Linked DNA regions of Mus musculus: region 2 is linked to region 1. Evidence: chromatin contacts called from public promoter capture Hi-C data. All regions are on one chromosome and are shown on one strand. The core of a region is the stretch at or near the end of the contact, and the rest is flanking DNA. Distances in the headings are between cores, read along the strand shown.

Region 1 (5,674 bases), core at 1,729-4,228:
ACACCCTGCCCCCTCTGGAAAAGGAAAAGAAAACATGGTGCTTATGTCAGAGACCTGTAATCGTAACTACTCAGGAGATTGAGCAGTAGGCTTGCAAGTTCAAGGTCTGCTCAAGTAACTCTGAGACCCTGTAAGAGGGAAGGCAGGAGGGTGTAGCTCAATAGTAGAACATTTGCCAAATATGCAAGAGGCCCTAGGCTTATTCGAACATCCTTACTAATTTAAACTAAATGCTGTAAAACCAGGGTTCCAAGTTCAGTGCCAGCAGGCAAGATGGCCTTGCACAGTCTCAGCCAGTAGATGGCTATAGCTAGCTGTCTCGCTCCACTGTTGACAAGGAGCCCAGGCTCTCAGCTTTCCTACAGACACACCCTCGGGAAGTAGGAAAAGCCCTTGCCCTGCCTGGAGACATCAGCACCCCCTCCATACACAAGTCACGTTTTATATACAAGCTGAGGTGAAAAGCTATAATAATTCTGTTACAACTGATAACCGCAAAGCAGTTCTTGAGAGTGGATTTAGTTGAGGGGTCATTTGGTGGTTCAATCCCCAGGCTATGGAAGTACCTTTGCTCTGTAAATACCTGTTGCTTGGTTAGTTCTTCAATTGTTTTCAGTGCCTTATTATGTTCTTGAAGGAGCTTGTTGTGAGTTGCCTGCAGAGTGGCTAACCTGGACCTATTAAAATGTGATATTAAAAGTGGAATAATGAGGGAAATATCACAGAAGCCCATCCTCCTGTCTCCCTAACAGACTTTGAAAACTCAAGTAGAAAAATCTCTTGGTTTTTTTCCATCCCACCAACTTTTAACTCTCAGCTTGACAGGACCAGGAGTCACCTGAGGAAAGTCTCAGTGAGAGATCGCTTCCATCAGGTTGGCTCAGGGGCCTGTCTGTGAGGACTGTCTGCACTGCCTTTACCCATGTCGGATGACCTGCCACATGAAAGCAGTGACACCGGCCAGTCCCTAGCTTAGGGCTCTCGATTATCCCAGCACTCGGGTGTAAGAGGCAGGTGGATCTCTGTGAATTCTGGGACAGCCAGAGAAACACAGACCAATCCTGTCTCAAAAAACAAAACTAAGCAATAGAAGTAGGCAAGGCAAGCTGAGAACTAAGCATTCATTTCTCTCTGCTCTTGACATGATGTGAATGGGCTTCCAGCCCAGAGCGCCTTGGCCAACTCCCTCCCAGTGAGTGGCTGGACCGTGTAAGCTAAGATAACCCCTCTGTCCACGAAGTTGCTTTGTCAGGCTATTTTATCATGGAACAGAAATGAAACTACAGCCACCACTTGTCAGCATTTTTCTTACTCTCAAAGAAAATGGTATCTTCCATAAGACTGTCTTTCTCTCAAAAGATAGAATAAAAATAATTTTCCTATTTTTGCTACAACGCAAAACTTTAATCTGTCCAGGAGTCTCCTAGACATCTAGTTTCCAGATGGTAAAACAGATTTTATGCCATGACTCCCAGGTACACCCCCACCCCCACCCCACCCCATCTGTATTTGGCCAGCTGTCCTTCCCCTTCTGGGTGAGCTGCCGCCCCACCCCGCCCCGCCCCCGCCCCGCCCCCACCCCACGCACACAGGTGCACACACTCACTTCTCCTCCTCTGTCTTGGCCTGCTCCATCTTGATTTCGGAGCGCATGCTCTCCACCTGCAGCTCTAACTTCTTGTTACTGTAAACGAGCTCTTGCTTTTCATTCAGCTCTGATGGTGTTGCAGAGTTCTTCCTCTCCAGAGCCTGACACCTGAAAAAGATGAATATTCCCCGAGGAGAAACAACACTTTGTCACTCTCCCTGGCTTCTGCACAAATCCTCAAGAGGATATCAAGTACAGAGTGTGGTAGGGCCACAGGGCAAAACACTTTGTTCTTTTTGCTTCAGGTTTGCTTTCTTGTTTTGTTTCTTCCCGCCTTATGGTGGGTGGGATATTTTAAACATCTTATATTTTTAATATATTTTTACCCAACCTGAACTAAGGAGCAAATTACAGCAAAATCCCTGGGCACCCTTCAGAATCTAAAGTCTGCCTGTCACAAAGACTCTCATTTCTGATGAGGATCCAGTAAGAGGAAAGGAAAGCCCCGAGCATCTCCTATGAGAGCCGAAAGACAGATACACTATGGCTATGTGCAGGGTGTTAATGCCAAGTACAGCAAATCTCTCACATCACAATACTATATGTAGCTCTGTACAGGGGTTACAGAGGTTGGTGCTCTTCACAGCACAGTGCAAGTCCTCTTGTGTCCTTATGACCCGTGTGACAACAGCTTCAGGAATACACACCAACACTAAGTTCTCTTTTTCTGAACCGTCTATCAGGTCCCTGCTTGTTTTAATACAGTAACAAAACTGCTTTGCTACAGTAACGCACTTCATAAATCATGCGAGGAAATTAAATGAGTTATTACTTTTCTTGAAGTCTCTTCTTCATCAGCTCAGCCTCACTGAGTTTTGTGTGTGCCTCTTGAAGCTCCTTAAACAGAGAGGTCACTTGAATGCTCAGTGTTTCCACTTCGCTTCCAACCTGTCAGACAATGTCAGACATTCACGTGAGACAGAGCATTCGAGAGGAGGTGGACCTTGTGTGAGGAGAAAGTATGGACCACTAATATCCAGCTAACACGGAAACCCTGAGTAGACTTGATTTGCGCAAGACTTCCCCAAGTGACTTATGTGAAAAGCAGTCTGGGCAAGCTTGTGTTTCTGTGCACCACATCCACTATCAGTCTAGGCCTGTGTGATAATGGATTTACTGCTAAACCTGGACCTACTCAGGCTTCTGGGATCACAGGTCACCAGGTCAAAATATAACTTTATTCGTGTGGGGAAAGACTCCGAGACTATATTGCCTTGCCAATGTCTGCTTCTAGCTTACGTAATTATTTGTTATCCAGCTCTTCTCCCGGAAGCCCGCCAGTTGTCAATTTGCATATGAGTTTTATCCGAGCTTAGAAACATCAATACTTTCCCATTAACTGTTGGTCCATCAGTTAACGGTGTGCTGTTCTGGCAGCGTGCTCTCTTCATGTAAGCTCATCCTGTTCTCTCTCCACCTTCCCCACCCCCGTTTTGCTTTTGCACTCATGCTGATCTGGAATTTGCTGTCACATAAGCTGTCCTTAAATCTGAAATCCAACTGCCTCAGTCTACCAGACACCAGACTCATAGGGGTATGCACCACTGTACCAGTCTTCAGTGTTCTCCATTGTCTTAAGGTTGGGACTCAGAGCCAGAGAAGCCGCTGCACGTCTGTAATCCTAGCATAGCAAAGGCAGGGAACATCGTAGTTCCTCTCCTAGGCTACGTGTGAGTCTGAGCTCAGCCTAGGCTGGATAAGACACAATCTCAAAATTTAAAAAAATAAAGAGAAATGAAAGGGAAAGGAAGGACATAGCCAGTGTGTGTGTGAGTGAGTGTATGAGAGAGTGTGTGTGTGTGTATGTGTGTTGAATGTGTATGAGTGTGTGTGTGTGTATGAGTGTGTGTGTGAATGAGTGTGTGTGAGTGTGTATGTGAGTGTGTATATGAGTGTATGTGAGTGAGTGTGTTTGTGAGTGTGTGAGAGTGAGTGTGTGTGTGTACTGATGAATACATGAACAGAAGGATCATTCTATATGTCTCTCGTACAGACTACTGTGAACTCTTTAATTTCCTGGCTTCAGGAACTTTTCCTAAACTTAAAACTCTTCAGGCTCAAGGGCATAAGTTATTCAGGAACTTTTTTTTTTTTTTTTTAAACGCTAATTCCTTTGTTCCCTACCAGTGCTGGGACAGAGCCAAGATCTTTCCATTCTAAAGTCTCAGATTCATGTTCACAAAGGACATCTTATAAGTCAGTCAAAATGTCTTTTTCTGGTGGTGGACTTAAGGATTCAGGAGATGCCATCAGACAAGGAGAGATATGAGAGTGTACAGACTGGTTCACATCTTACTGACATGCACTTCAAATTCAGGATAAGGAAATGAAAACGAAAGAAGTAGAAAGTATTCTGAAACAAACAAGTTTCCATTTCTAAGGTAAATAGTGCAACGTAAGACTTGAACCCAGCAACCACGTCACCAACGGGGACATGCCAGGGACGTGCCAGTCCTTTGGCGGTGCTGTACCCACACTCTCTTGGCCTTTGTCCTCCTTCTCTCTGTCTGCTCTCCTCGCTGTCTGCTTCTCAGTAGAAGAATGGCCATTTGCTTTCTTTTCAAAATCTGAAATTCTGAAAACAACAAAACAAAACACCAACAACATCAGAATGTAGAGAAGTTTTACTTTCTGTTTAGACACACGAGGACAAGCAGCTGTAGAGGCACTCGAATGCACGTGTCAGAGCCTGGAGAAAGGCAGGGCTTCAATGTCTCTTTATATTTGCCTCTTTAGCAGTCATCTTGCTTTTATCCTATTGCTGACTAGAACTCCTGTGATGAATACATACAGATGAATACATAAGATGAATACATACAGAATACAGATGAAGCAAAGAGGTGGGAGACTTTTGGCTAGGCAGATCTCAGAAAATATTCTCTTCTCATATTCTTCCTCAGTAAGTCAGTAGAGATACAGTGTACTTTACTAAGGGGGAAAGAGTAAGAAAGGCACTGGGTTAAGGAAATGGGATCCAACAGTGGCGAGCTGAGGAATTCTATAGGATGCTGAATTGGAATGAGGAATTCTATAGGAATTCTATAGGATGCTGACTAAAAGCGGTCTTAGGAACGACTACAAAGTAGTGGAATCAAGATACCTTAAGAACAATCCGAGTCGTAATGAATTGACTGTAATGAAGAGACTGGCTCCCAGGGAAACCATGAAGCTATAACTAAACAACCCTTTCAAACCTCACAGTGAGTTTTCTGAGGGGTGAGAGACTTTATTTTTAACTGTGTGTGAATGCAGGAGTCAGGAGAGAGCTTAAGATCCCCTGGAACTGGAGTTGCAGGCAGTTGTGAGTCACTCCACATGGGGGCCTGGACTTAGGTGTTCTATAAGAGCAGTCTATGCTCTTGACTGCGGAGCACCTCTCCAACCTTCCACGTTGACACTTAGTTGCCATGGTGCTGTAGCAGCATGCCTTCACAGTTACCATCTCAGGAGTGGGTTCCTAATAAAGGCTGGGTTAAAAGCTCCATTGTTTTCTGTTGAAAGCCTCAGGACTATAGGCTGAAAACACTTCCATAGTTTACAACCTGTCTAGTCTAGCACTCTGTTAAAGAAGCAGAAAACAGACCAACGCAAGAGGCAACTGGTTAGATGGCGAATTTTGTACTGAGACCTAAAAAGTATAAAAGGAAAGTGACTGCTGTCTAGTGCAAGCTCGCCTGACTGTGAGCGAGCACACATGTGCATAGTATGCCTGACTGTGAGCGAGCACACGTGTGCACTGTATGCCTGACTGTGAGAGAGCACATATGTGCACTGTATGCCTGACTGTGAGCGAGCACACGTGTGCACTATATGCCTGACTGTGAGCGAGCACACGTGTGCACTGTATGCCTGACTGTGAGAGCACACGTGTGCACTGTATGCCTGACTGTGAGCGAGCACACATGTCATTGTGCTTGACTGTGAGCGAGCACACATGTGCATTGTATGCATGTGTCCAAATGCACAGGGGCACGAACAGAGTAGTAATTTGAGGAAAGTTCAAAATTATCGATTTCAGCTAGGAAG
Region 2 (5,674 bases), core at 2,309-4,808, 760 kb after region 1:
GCTGTGAACAGACACCGTGACCAAGGCAACTCTTATAAGGACAACATTTAATTGGGGCTGGCTTGCAGGTTCAGAGGTTCAGTCCATTATCATCAAGGTGGGAGCATGGCAGCATCCAGGCAGGCATGGTGCAGGAGAAGGTGAGAGTTCTGCATCTTCATCTGAAGGCTGCTCGCAGGATACTGGCTTCCAGGCAGCTAGGGTGAGGGTGCTATACCCCACAGCCACAGTGACACACCTAGTCCAAAAAGGCCACGCTTCCTAATAGCGCCACTCCCCGGCCCAAGCATATACAAACCATCACAGTAGGCTTCCTTATGTTTAAGATCTATTTATTATGTTATTTTTTTTACAAGTACCAAAGGCCCTCCCTCTTTTTCCAGGTAAATACACATGAATATAAAAGCCAATGATTTTGCACCCTGCCCACCACCTGCCCCTCGCTGTGTTCTAGGCGAGGCCTCTGCCAGAGCTGCTTCCCTCTTGGCCTGTTCTCCAAGCAGCACTCAGTCGTCCTCTTGCTCATTTCTTTTCTGTCAAAGGAAAGCAAGATTCTGTTGAAGAAGCATACCCTGTCTGACCACCGTTTCTCTCAGGAAGGGAAACTTTCTAAAGGTCTTCACAAAAGATGTGGCTAGAAATTATGGAAAAGCAATCTTTTTTGGGGGGGGGGAGGGGGGTTTCGAGACAGGGTTTCTCTGTATAGCCCTGGCTGTCCTGGAACTCACTCTGTAGACCAGGCTGGCCTTGAACTCAGAAATCTGCCTGTCTCTGCCTCCCGAGTGCTGGGATTAAAGGCGTTCGCCACCACACCCGGCTGGGAAAGCAATCTTTAACTAGCTTGATAAACTGGGTGATACCTGGCTCCTAGGTGACGACCCTCAGGCGTCTGAATACTTTCTTCTCTTTATTACACAGGCCCACATTCACGATTACCGTTGGTAGCAGACGAGACTAGATCTTCGAGCCCCTGACAACATACATACTTCAAAGCTAGCAGAATGAAGATTTTTCTAAATGACTGTGTCATAAAAGTATCTTCTGTCATCCTGATGATAAAGCATTCCTTCAACTCATAGTTCCTATTTATGTATAGAGCCTAACTCCTTCACTGCCTCTTTGTTCTATAAAAGTCCAGGGGCCGAGGGTGGAAAGCCCAGCGTGAAAGGATGACCAGCACCCACACTTCCATGTACTCTACCAGCTTAAGGAAATCGATGAGCTTGTGAGCATCCTCCCCGGTGGAAAGGTCTACAAAGTCCTTGGGCAGCCCGAAGCTCAGATAGGGGCTGGGCTGCACTGTGACTTCACTGTTTGTGCAACGGAAGGCTGGAGAATCCTTTACAAATAGAAAACAGAAAGTCTGTCATTTTATTGTTTCAGGTCTATTTTCCAAACTAAAAGAATGACAGCAGTACAATTCCAATGCCATTGCTTTCATCTATACCAGAGCAGGAAGAAAACAAGACCCTAAAGTTAAAACAAAAAAAGGCACCAGGAATTTAAAACAATTCTACACACTCATGAGAAATGAACAAAAAGCCTTTCAGAGTAGCATTCCCTGGAGAGCTAGGTGGGTCTCTAAGAGCTGCCTGTGTACGACACTGTGATGTGGAGAAGCTCCTGAGTAAACCACAGCCTGTTGTTAGTCAGCTCTGTGCCCAAGCAATGCCAGGTAGGCCAGAGCTCTGTACTCATCATCTTCTACAGGTGGGTAGTTGGGAGGTAGGCTCCCTCCCGCAAGAACTCTGCAAGGGCAAATGCGTATTCTGACTTCCATAACCTTTTTATATTCCTCTTAGATCATCTGCAACCTCATTATCTATGTGAGCTGCATGCAGGTTCACAGGTTACTAGTCACCCAAGTCATGCTTTAACATACTCGGTCAAATCTTACATATGATATTTATATGTTGCCTTAAGCCAAAAAGGACTCCAGACAGAAAGCCTTGACTTTGGAGTTCCCAGGTGGCAGAAATCTAGGTGAGGATGGTTGGTGTCCAGCAGAGGAAGACAAGACAGGAACTAGAATACACTGGCACCAGGAAGCCCCAGAAAGCAGCCACATCTTACACAGATGAAGCAGTCACCTGACACACATCATCGGCTGTGTGCTGGACTTTGTTCTGGGAATGGGGTATAAGTGGTGAGACTGGGAGACAGACAGATGGTCAGTAAGTGAGCAAGAGCGTGAGCTAGACTGTGTCTCACAGTGAGAAGAGTTAGGGACACCAAGAACTGGGCAATTTGCTAAGACGGTGAACAAGGAGGATGTCTTTAGAGGGGTGATCTCGCTAAGGGGCACCTGGGCTGAGAGCCAAACAAGGCACAGAGCAGTCTTTGGAGACAGCTAGAGCACAGAATTCCCAGCAGAGCTGGGCTTCCTAGCTTTCTGGAGTAGAGGGAGGTGCTCGTCCCTGTGGTCCAGGGACAAGCAGGGCACATGCTAGGGAAGGAGCCAGAACCAAATGCTGCCAAGGCCCAATTGCTAAGATTTACAAGTAAGTAAGAGACCATGTGCACAGAGATTAGTCCTGTAAAACCACTTCTGTTCAACAACTGTGTCTCTCCTGCTTAACTTACGGCCTCTTCCCATCTTTCAATTTAATGGCTAGCTAGAACAATATCCCTTCACTGGTTGACATGACAAACATGAACAGGGCTTGGCACTGTGCTAGCCCCTCCTTTGAAAACCTGAGTCTAATGCAGGAGGCAGTACTGGAATCAACAGGGACTAGAAATGGTTTGTCGAGGAGCTCATTAGGCTAAGCATTGCTCTGACTCAGAGATGCAAAGGAAGGGCCAAAGATGGCGCAGGACAGAGGAATGATCAAAGCAATGGGAGGATGGGCGAGGTACAGCACGCTCCTCGTGAAGGCCAAGACGGCAGAAAAGCAGAAAAGGAGAGTGTATCTCTCAAGAGAAGAAACAGTGTCGGAGCAGGAAGGTGCCTGTTGGGACTCACTAAGAGAAGGGCTGTGTGTCTGTCCCTCACCAGAGGTTAAAAGCCACTTAGGGTCCTTGCCAGGGGCAGGGTCTACAGAGTGGTAGGACAGAAGCTGGCTGCCAGAGGACTGACAAAGTGAGGGCAGGTAGCAAGAGACGAGGGGAGCGGCTGCGCTGAGACGCAGCTCAGAAGCTCTCACAGCTGTTCCACAGCTGGACTTACTTAGGGTCCCTGCCTGAGCACGAGCATGGCCAGAGGTTGTTCACTTGAGCAAGGTCAATGTAGCTGCAGCTACCACTGAGTCTGCCTCTTCCTCTCCCGGAAACGGTGAACTTTGCTCCTCAGACAAGCACATATTCTTTTGTTTAAGGGTAAAAAAGGGTAATATAAATGTATTTAAAGATAAGCTAGCTGAGAAGATGGGAGAAAGGAAGAGTGTAGTGAGTGAAAAATGTGCTTAAAGAAAAAAAATTCAGATGGGATCTACGTGAACTTGGCTGAACCCTAACGGACAGGAGCAGACAGAAAAGAGGCTGAGAACCAGAGAGAGCTCAGGGCGTAGGGCAGACAAGGGTCAGCTCTGCAGAGGACTGGGCTGAGAAGGTTTTGTTTCTAGAGGAACTGAGAGGATCTGCGGAGAGGAAGGCAGGAACAACGGCTAGATGAGGAGAGGAGCCAAGAGAAGTGGGACCAGCCTGGGACCAACTGAGATGACAGCTGGCCAGACAGTGGTCATGAAAGCAGAGGTGACACTGTGACGAGACGGACATGTTGCCACTGCTCTCTGTGATTACTCAGCGGGGAGCAAGGACCAGAGAAGCCATTGTGTGAATCTCAAGGGTGAAGGTTTTTCCAAGTGAACATGACAGGCAGAGATAATAAAAGTAGAATAAGCAGAAAAAGTCAGCTTTCCAGGGAAGGGCCTGAGCCACGTGGACGCCCCTTTAACACTGTGACAGGAAGGAAGGGCTAGTGAAGCTGTGTCTACTTGACCCTTTCCTAGTGGTCCAGGTCCTAAGTATGCACATCAAGGGAGGGGTGAACAGACGGAAATGGTCGGTCTCACCTGCTCCTGAGCATCTCCTTCAGTGACCTCACCACGTAGGTTGTTCTCAGATGTTAGCTCTTCCCAAGTAAACAACAGTGAGTCTGTGACCTCCCCAAATGGATTAAAGTCAATGAGCCACACCTTCCCCTAGAACAGACAGAAGAAAACAAACAAAAACCAACCAATCAAACCCAGCTAAGTATAAAATAAAGCAAACACAACCTATGCTCTCTTATTTAAAAGGTATTTTCCTCTCAGGAGGCAAAGGCAGGTAGATCTCTGTGAGTTCAAGGTCAGCCTGGTGTACAGAGTGAGTTCCAGGACAGCCAGGGCTGCACAGAGAAACCCTGTCTCGAAAAACAAAACAAAACAAAAGGCATTTTCCTGTATTTTCCCTTACAGGTCATCCATGTAGCACATCCTGTGTGTATGACAGAACTTGAAAGCATATGAAGGGAAGAGGACTATCAATCTCTGAAAAGGGCTTTCTCGTCCACCCTGTTCAAGTGAGCTGAGTGGGGATGCCTCCCTGCTCTGTGGTCAGCACAGAGTATGTGCAGTCCAGGAAATCAGAGCCCATGCATTTGATTGCAGAGCCACTTAGGACACACGGCAGACATGGCTCCTGACATTCTTATCTTTGTTCCTCTGGTTTATGTTCACTCATGCTCCATCCCCGCCCCCAACCCGTGTGCGCACACATTTGGACATGCCAAAGGAGAATGCTGAGAGACAGCATTTTGTCTAAGTTAAAACACAATTTTAGAGGAGATGCCTTAATAGGGCTTGCTTTAGAAATATCCAACCAATGGCATGGAGCCTTTTCAAGTTTTCACCATGTGTCACATGAGTAAGGTTTCTATTTTGTATAACCCCCAAGAGAAATCCTATCAGTTTCTTTTGCCACTTGAGCCATTTGCACACATCAGTCTGGTACCCACTTCTATATTCTTAGACTATGTGAAGTAATACTAAATAATACTAGCCATTGGTCAAAAAGCCAGATAAAGAGCTGGCATAAAGCCCTCCCTTTTGACCAAAGGGAGTAGGATGTCTAGAAAAAGACAAAATTGGATCCACACTGCAACAAGTATGTGAACAAACACCAACGAGATCAAAAAGAAATCACACAGCAAGAGATCAAAATAACCCAGCAGCAATCTGTATATAAGACAGCTAAACATGAAAGCATTAGAAACAATGAATAATTCTCAAAACAAACCCAAGCCTGCAGCACTACTAATATCAGATAAAATATATAATGAAAAACATACAAAAGCCCAATTAGTATTAGGAATAGAAAAGGTCCCTACTTAATGATAAGGTTTTGATTGAAATGATCTGCTATGGTTAATCTCCATCGTCAACTTGATTGGAGACTGGTGAGACACACTTCAGAGTATACCGCTGAGGCGTGTCCACAGAGGACAGCTACCAAAGGCAGCTCCTGAGGGGCAGACCCACAAACTCCAAATAGGGCCCTCAAGGGGAAAAAGCAAACAAAAGCCCATCAGCGCAGCTCTGTTCCCCGGCCCCCTCTCTGATGTCTCACACCCCAAAGGCTCACAGTGATGGGGCCTAGTGGCCACCGCCAGAAACCTCTGAAACAGTGAGCCAAAACCCAAATTTCCTCCTTTTATTTATATCATGTTTCATCAAAATAGAATTAGTGTTATCTA

Evidence for each region. Capture Hi-C pulls out chosen DNA fragments and counts their contacts.
Region 2: a promoter capture Hi-C map of adipose tissue shows a contact between it and region 1. The contact joins two enhancer-like sites. A contact is called at or near these places in 5 of 39 promoter capture datasets (the C10 cell line, cranial neural crest, frontonasal cranial neural crest and 2 more), 1 of 15 datasets of contacts at CTCF or cohesin (large pre-B cells), 1 of 115 datasets of contacts at active chromatin or transcription factors (large pre-B cells) and 2 of 9 other capture datasets (adipose tissue and embryonic stem cells).

The regions. Positions count from the first base shown.
Region 1 is chr2:5,032,548-5,038,221 of GRCm38.p6, forward strand. Optn (optineurin) reads right to left here. Exons shown (of 14, transcript NM_001356487.1): 7 at 4,124-4,223; 8 at 2,421-2,536; 9 at 1,607-1,756; 10 at 584-677. Among named protein-coding and RNA genes, the nearest start is that of Mcm10, 23 kb to the left of the region's middle. Within about 2 kb of position 2,979, at least 21 of the 459 cell types and tissues checked have an H3K27ac peak or open chromatin away from gene starts, as enhancers often do. A contact at or near this core is called in adipose tissue, where this site is marked.
Region 2 is chr2:5,794,348-5,800,021 of GRCm38.p6, forward strand. It overlaps Cdc123 (cell division cycle 123), which reads right to left. Exons shown (of 13, transcript NM_133837.5): 11 at 4,014-4,142; 12 at 1,202-1,339; 13 at 1-533. The coding sequence ends at 507. Among named protein-coding and RNA genes, the nearest start is that of Gm29984, 28 kb to the right of the region's middle. Within about 2 kb of position 3,559, at least 12 of the 459 cell types and tissues checked have an H3K27ac peak or open chromatin away from gene starts, as enhancers often do. A contact at or near this core is called in adipose tissue, where this site is marked.